2 separate regions of the Mus musculus genome follow, and region 2 is linked to region 1. Evidence: chromatin contacts called from public Hi-C data. All regions are on one chromosome and are shown on one strand. The core of a region is the stretch at or near the end of the contact, and the rest is flanking DNA. Distances in the headings are between cores, read along the strand shown. Region 1 holds the start of Egr2 (early growth response 2). Region 2 holds the start of Tfam (transcription factor A, mitochondrial).

Evidence for each region. A called contact is a pair of places that touch in the nucleus more often than the background predicts.
Region 2: a contact with region 1 is called in a Hi-C map of muscle stem cells, with 10 times the contacts expected there. The contact joins the promoter of Tfam here to the promoter of Egr2 in region 1. A contact is called at or near these places in 2 of 484 Hi-C or Micro-C datasets (the G1E-ER4 cell line and muscle stem cells).

What each region holds. Positions count from the first base shown.
Region 1 is chr10:67,533,908-67,537,730 of GRCm38.p6, forward strand. It overlaps Egr2 (early growth response 2), which reads left to right and starts at 1,592. Exons shown (of 4, transcript NM_001373983.1): 1 at 1,592-1,623; 2 at 1,726-1,831. The coding sequence starts at 1,733. It overlaps Gm32255 (a long non-coding RNA gene), which reads right to left and starts at 2,273. Exons shown (of 4, transcript XR_380523.3): 1 at 1,347-2,273.
Region 2 is chr10:71,236,196-71,240,018 of GRCm38.p6, forward strand. It overlaps Tfam (transcription factor A, mitochondrial), which reads right to left and starts at 1,849. Exons shown (of 7, transcript NM_009360.4): 1 at 1,645-1,849; 2 at 721-836. The coding sequence starts at 1,745.

The DNA of each region.
Region 1 (3,823 bases), core at 342-2,841:
ACATGTGAAGATATCCAAACACGTTTCTTGGCACATCAAAATGCATGTGGTAAATCATTTGACGTGTCTCTTGAGTAACCATCATCCTGTTAACACACTTTGTAGAACAGCTACGAGACCGACCGAAAGAAAGTCCAAAACCACCCTGACAAGGCATTCCTTAGGACCTTCTAGCCATCTCCCAACTGCCCACAGTGCTACTTTACCCTCATCCCAGGCAGCCTGCATCAAAGGAATCTCCTGGGTTTTTTTTGACCTCCTCTGGAAAAAGCAAATGAGTCTGGCAGCAAATTGTTCCTGACTTGATATCTTTTGGAGTGTCTTATTCACATGTAGTGACAACTCTCTCTCTCTCTCTCTCTCTCTCTCTCTCTCTCTCTCTCTCTCTCTCTCGTCATTTGTTTGTTGCATTTTTATCTAAACACTAACAGTTCAAATGCTCCAAAGTAGGGAATCCTGGTCTCACCTTGGTATTCCACTCCCACATCTCAGGGTTCTTCCTCTCCGTAGAACAGAATCACACCCCCTGCCTTCCTCTTACCCCTCCTTGCCTCCAGGAAGGATACCATGGGGTTGGGTTCTCTTAAGACAGCAGCATTAATATGCTTGGTCATTCCTTCCCTGGAACAGGTCTGCAGAGTCGCTACATTGGAATTCTCCCTCTCCCTGAAGGGGTCTGTCTGTAACAGCCCCCTCTCTCTTGCCTTGTAGCCACCCTCTACTACCACCTCAGCTTCACTTTCCTCTGAAATGCCAAAGCAAGATGAAATTGATGAAGTCGGCGTGTTCTTCCCTAATGGGGTGAGCCAGGCTTTCTGAGCACCCCGCATAGTGACCAGGGCAAGGGACTTGGATCCTGAAGACCGGGCAGCAGATTTGAACTGGACCACCAATCACCAGCTGCGAGACTTTAGGCAAGTTCTTTTAGCTTTCCTGAACTTATCTGTCTAAGCTCGCTGGGGCTGGCTTGAAATATGTGCTCTTGATTTTGTTCCATTATCTACGCTGACTACATTTAAAGGTTTGTACTTTTTTTTTAAAGGGGGGAGGAAGAAAGTGGGGTATGGGGGGGTAAGTAAGGCTATCAAAGACTGGTTCTCCTCCGATGTTCTGGAAAGGCTGAGAGAGGGACTGGCCCCGGGCATCCTTCAGAGCCTGGCCTGCCTCGGGGCAGCTAGCCTCTATTAGCACCTGCCTCCCCTCCCCCATGTTTAGCCATAGCTGGGTCCAGCGAAGCTCTTAAGGGTAGGTGAGAGAGTTCTTGGAAGGCTCAGCTTCCACAGGGTTCCCCCCCACCCCTCTCCCCCTTTCTAGACTCCTTGATGGTATGGAACCACTTCTCTTACCCCCACTGTCCTCCTCTGCGAAGGTTGGTAGCGGCAATCCGCCAGCTTCCCGCGCTCCAGTCAGTTCTACCATCATCGGGCGTCTTGCCCTGGGCTGGCTTCCCTGCTCCCCATTCTCTCCGCCGCCCGGGAGCTCCCCCTCGGGGCGGCGCGAGGCGGCAGCCTGCGGGGTTGGCGACAGCGCGGGGGAGAGGGGCGGCTGCTGCAATCCTCCCGCCCACGTGCACCGACGGCAGCGAAGCGCCAGCAGTCGCCAGGGCCCGCGCCTCCCGCGCGGGTGGGTGCTTCACCTCTGGGGCTGGTGGGGGACCCGTAACCTGAGTCCCACCGCCGGGACCTCTATTTGCATAACCCGACCCCCCATTTCTTCCCTACCCAGGCTGGAGATGAGAGTCGGGCTCCCCACCGAGGCGTCGTCTTGCCTGTGGTCAGCGCGGGGGCCGCGGGACTGGCCGGAGCGCAGGCGGAGCGGGCTGGCGCACGTGGTAAGAGCACCACTATTTCTTCCTTTTCTCCCCCCTCTCCCTTCGAAACAGGGCTTTGCAGGGTTTTTAAGAGGGTGGGATACCCACAGAGGTTTCGCTGAGCGTTCTCTCCTGTCCCCTTTGAATTTGATCCCCAATTGGAAAGGAGATCGCGCGCAGAGCACGATCGAGAAACTTTCCCAGATAATGCTTTTGGGCGTTTGAAGTAATGGCGAGGACCATTCCCGGGAGAACAACTTTCACGGTTGGCACGAGGAGAACAGCGCTGCTCAGAGAGCGGCGACAAGCCGGCTCCTGGTGGCACTGGGGCTCCCCTGACCACCGTACTCCAATAGGGCAGGAGCCGGCGCGCTGCGGCCGCGGGCATCGCAGGTGATGGGCGGGAGAGCGCCTGCAGCGCCGCGCTCCCTCCACGGCGTGGCGCCGTGGCTCCTGCCCGCTGGGGATCCTCGCTGCTCCGGGTAGCGTGGGTCAAGAAAGAGAACAGCCTAGCCCGGTCTGAATCCCTTTTCTGCGGGACTTTGAAGCTGAGAAGGGCAGGGCAGTTTCCCAGCTTGCGTCTGCTATCCCAGGCTACGTAGATCCCGGAGCCTCGGGCTTGGGTACCCTGCAGTAGCCAGAGCGCATCGGAAGAGGGCTGGGCGCGTGGGGAAGGTGGGAACCGAGTGTCCGGAGGGCCAGCAGTTTTAGCTCTCTTAAAAGTTTTTGGTCATTTAGCAGGAAGCTTTCTCCTGGAAGGGCTTGTTTATTTATTGACTTATTTATTTGCCGGGGAAAACACGTGTGGGGGCCATGGCTACCAGAAACTGTGCCATTTGTTGTCACTCAGCGCAGAGGAAGCTCTAAGCAAGGGCGTGGGGGGGGGGCTATTCCTGGGGTAGACCTTAGGCGCGGGTGGTAGGATGCACCCCTCCCCGTGGGGGGGGTGCGGGGGGTTGGTGAGTTGTGAAGATGAAGGCAGTGTCTTCCTAGGATATCCTGACTGTCGCCAGGCAGGCAGGCGCACACACGCGCGCTGTCAAGAGGGAGGAGGTGTGTAGTGTGTAGCGTAAGGTGTGTTGAGTGGGTTTGTAAGAGGGCAGCGGAGGAGGGAGAGTGTGTAGCGGAAGTGGAGCGAGCGTGGTGTGTGTGTGTGTGTGTGTGTGTGTGTGTGTGTGTGTGTATGCGCATCGGGCAGGGTGAGTGTCCAAGCCTCCATCTGGTCGCCCCCACGCAGCGGACCGCCCAGACACGCCGGGAAGGGCGCCCGCTCTGAGCAGCAGCTGGAGGGGAGGGGGCGGGGAGAGCGCGGGCAGAGGGAGGGGGCGCCTCCGGCCGAGGATCTTTCTCCCCGAAGCTCCCGCAGCCCTTCTGCTCCATTCTCTACCCTAACCCCTACCCTCAAGTTACCTAAAAATACTTAAACAAACAAACAGCCCAGACCTGTTCCGTTTTCACTCCTGTATAAATAGCACAGACTTTCCAAAAAAGCAAGACCGCATTTACTCTTATCACCAGACACTACTTTCCACCGTGTAATTCAGAAAAAGGCAGTCAGCTTCCGTGAGTGCGGGTAATTTTTTTCTCTCTCTCTTTTTTTCTCTGTCTCTCTCTCTCTTTTTTTCTTTTGCTTGCGGTTTTGAGCTGCCAAGAAAGTGAAGGAGGGGTTTGACTGTAGTGTCTCGGCAGCGCTCGGTTTTCTTTCCGAAGTTTAATTTTCCGGAATGGCTCCCAAACAAGGGCCGGGGAGGCGGAGCCGCCACTACCGGATCTTCTCCTTTTTTGGAAAGTCTCGGAGAACCGGAATTCCTCCCCGCCCCAAGAGACAGAGCTACCAGCGCGGCCGCCGTGGGTGAACTCACGGCGGCCGCGCTAGGGTCGGTGCTCGCGCCTTCTTCCCGCTGAACTCTGCAGTCCGGAGTCCCCGCTGCAGGCAGGGGCCGAGAGCCCCAGACCCGGGTGGTTGTCCACCGGCTGCAAATCGTTCCTGGCGAGCTCAGCGGAGCCCGCGCA
Region 2 (3,823 bases), core at 599-3,098, 3.7 Mb after region 1:
CGAGGTACTGGAAGTAAAAGAACTTTGGAAATCCTAAGGACTGACTTATTAATCAGCTACTACCTTTACACCGTATAATCAAATGAAGGCCCTACAACCCTTTCTTAGGCTTCCTGGAAAACTTTTCTAGTTGTAGATCTTTTTCCCACCTTCAGGAGCTTAGATAATTTCCAGTTAAGTTAATGATTTATACAGACCATTATTGTATTATATAGAACACTTCCCGATAAGTTATTTTATTGCACCTTAGACATTACAAACAAGCAACTGCCCAGGACAACTAGGCCTCAACTTTATCTCTTTTCTCTACAGTGCTCTTCACTCTACATGCTTTTGGTTTTTTGGTTTTTTTGGTTTTTTTTTTTAAGATTTACTCATTTTATGTATATGAGTACACAGTGGCCGTCTCCAGACACACCAGAAGAGGGCATAGGATCCCATTACAGATGGTTGTGAGCCACCATGTGGTTGCTGGGAACTGAACTCAGGACCTCTGGAAGAGTCAGTGCTCTTATCCACTGAGCCATCTCTCCTGCCCTCTACATCTTATTTTAAAACTATTTTTCTCATTTATATTTAAAGAACTTCTATTAGTTAAAAAAAAACTTATACAGACTACCAAAGAAAATGACTGTACTAGATGCTCTGGTAATGCAAATCAAAGATTGCAATTAAAAAAAAAATCATATCAGAGAAGATCATAAGCCCCAAACTCCTTACCTGGGTGTTTAGCTTTAAATTTGGGTAGCTGTTCTGTGGAAAATCGAAGGTATGAACTCATAGGTTTCTTTGGATAGCTACCCATGCTGGAAAAACACTTCGGAATACAGACAAGACTACACACAAGTAAAAAGAACGGAATGTCAGATACGTGTAACAGTCATACACAGATCTCAGATTCTAAGTACAAAGTCAGCCAAGGTGCTGTACATCCAACACCTCCACCTAAAATGCTAATAACTAGCCCAGCAGTTGTGGCACAGGCCTTTAATCCCAACATTCTAGTGGCAGAGCAGGTGGATCTCTGTTAAGTCAATGACAGCCTAGTCTACAAAAGGAGTTCTAGGACAGCCAGGGCTATGCAGAGAGACCCAATCTTTTAAATTAAAAAAAAAAAAAAAGTCAACCAATCAACCAAAAAAATATATAATCGTAATAACCTTTGAGTGCATTTCCCTTCCCTCTGCTGTGCTAAGAATTCAATTAAACGCAAGGGGCTTCAGCTGTATAAGCTCCATAACCGACTTACTTTAACAACCTACCCTAAGCAAAAAAATAAAAGAGGTTGCAGGGCTGAGGCTTGCAAACAGGGCAGGTTTGGGTGACCTAGCCAAACCAAAGAGGGGTGAAGCAAGTCCTAGCATCATGGGTGACCTAGCCAAACCAAAGAGGGGCCTGCAGGGCTAAAACAAGTCGTGGCATCCTGGGTGACCTCCTGGCAGCGTCCGGGCGAGCGTTCCGCGCCACAACTTCAGGGCCCGCCTCCAAGGCAGAAGGAGAGCGCCCTAGGCGCCGAAAGGTAGAAGGTGACAGGAAGTGGGGTCGGGTACCAAAAGGCGCGAGACCCCAGGCGGCCCGGAGGACGAGGGTGGGACGAGGGCAGACGGACGCCTGAACGAACGGCGTCCCTCGCCCGCGGCCTACCTGATAGACGAGGGGATGCGACCCCCGCAGCCCGCGCACATCTCGACCCCCGTGCGCCCCAGTGCTTTTAGCACGCTCCACATTCCCCGGAACAGCGCCATCGCTCGGGCCGACGAATGATGGCCCGGCGCCGTCCGGTTCGTCTCACGCAATACGGTGCCTATGGACTGCCACACTACCAGCGTGGGAACTCCGGGGGCTTGTTATCATGCCCGCCGCGCGCGGGGTACTGTGGGAAGCCCGGACTTCCGGTCCGCGGCAGGAGGCGGGGAGGACAGGAGGTGCTGTGCGTCCCCCACCGCTCAGTGGGCGGGGCCGGGCCGAGGAGGGGGCGGAGCCTGAGGCTAGGGAGGGTGGGCCTGGTCTAAGGTGGGTGTTGCTGAGCGGCGGCTTACCCCCAGGCCCCTGCCATGTGTTCTCCTGGGCTGCCTGCGTGCTGTTGCTGGACCATGGGCCTGGGCTGCCTACTGAGCTTCGTGACGCTGGTGCTGCGGCTTGTGTCACAGTGCCTGGCTACTGAAGTTAGAGATCCGTGGTACTGCTGATGCCCCAACAGCAAACTGCATGTTTCATGAGTCCGCAGGAAAGCCCACAAGGCTACTGGAGGGGTGGAAGAGAGGGAGGAGTGGTCTTGAAATGGATCGCCTTATTTATCTTCTCTTTAACAATTAATAGAAAGGAATGAGGGTTCCCAAGATGGCCCAGAGCCTGGCAAGCTGAGTTCTATCCCCAAGACCTACATGATTAAAAGAGAGAACCAACTCAAACAAGTTGCCCTCTGACTTTGACATACACACACACACAAACATGTACACAAAAGGAAATGTGTCACGAAAAAAAAATTAATAAACTGAACCCAGCTTGATGGTGCAGGCCTGTAATCCCAGCCCTTGGGAGGCGGAGGCAGGCATTCAAATTCATCCCCTGCTACATAGCAAGTTCAAAACTACATGAGACCCTGCCTCAAAACAAAAACCCAAACAACTAGCCCTCATAATAGCAACAAAGCAAGAATATTCTTCACTTGATCTTCTCCAAAAGGCTGAGAAGCGATAGCAAAAATATTCTTATATTAATACCTGAGCAGGGCATGCCAGAGCCCTGAATATTGTTTCCCACTTTGCAGATCACGTGGACTAGATGAGCTTAGCCAGCCAAACCACTGAAATTGTGGGACCAGGATGGACTTGAGGTAGTGTACAGTTTGTGTCCTACAAAAAACTCAATTTTTGTTTGTTTGGTTGGTTTTTTTTTTTTTTTTAATTCAATGGCATGGAAAAGATTAGGAAGATCTAAAAATGGTCAAGGGCTTCAATCTGTTAAAATATGTTGCTTAAGGTCTGGGAATGTGGCTTAACTGGTAGGGATGCCTGCCAGGATGCACAGAAAGCCGTTGGCTTAGATCCCCCCCATAAGCCAGGATCCTCACATAGAGCAGGCATGGTGTCTTAAGCCTCTAGTTCCAGAACTTGGGAAGCTGAGGCAGGACCACAAGTGCAGGGTTATCCTTGCCTACAAAGTAAATTCCAGGTCAGTCAGGCTAGAGACTTTGTTTCAAAGGTAAAATAAATAAATAACATTTAAAAATAACTATGTCATCCATCAGGCTCAGAGGTGAATGCTTTCACTCCAATCACTCTGGAGGTAAGAAGTGGGTAGAGATCTGTGATTGAGAGTTTGCTCTATATACAAGTTCCAGGTCGGCCAGAGTTAGCATGGTGAGAATATACCTAACAACAACAGCCTCTTCTGCTGCCTACCTGTACTTTTTTTTTTTTCTGAAAAGAAAGCAAAATCTTACTAGTGTAACACTGAGCTGAGAGTCTACTTCCTTTCTGCAGCTTTAAAACATTGTCTCCTTCAAGAGACAGAGGACCACACCCACTCCTCTAAACCCACTCCTTCTAAGCCCAGTTTACCATCACTTCCGGTTTCATTTCATTCTCTCTTGAGGGTAAAGGGGACTTCCAGCTCGTCCTTTCAAACCTCCTGTCACAACAGCAACAAGATCCTTTGTGTTTGGTTTGCCCTTGGAGTGTATCCAAACAGATGTAAAAACACATTTTCCTGTAAGTCCAGGCACCGAGCAATTAGAAATTATAGCGTCTTCCTAAAATGGAAGTCTGCATAAGACATAATTTCTCCTTAACCCCCTGTCGAGAGATTTCTAAAATAATTT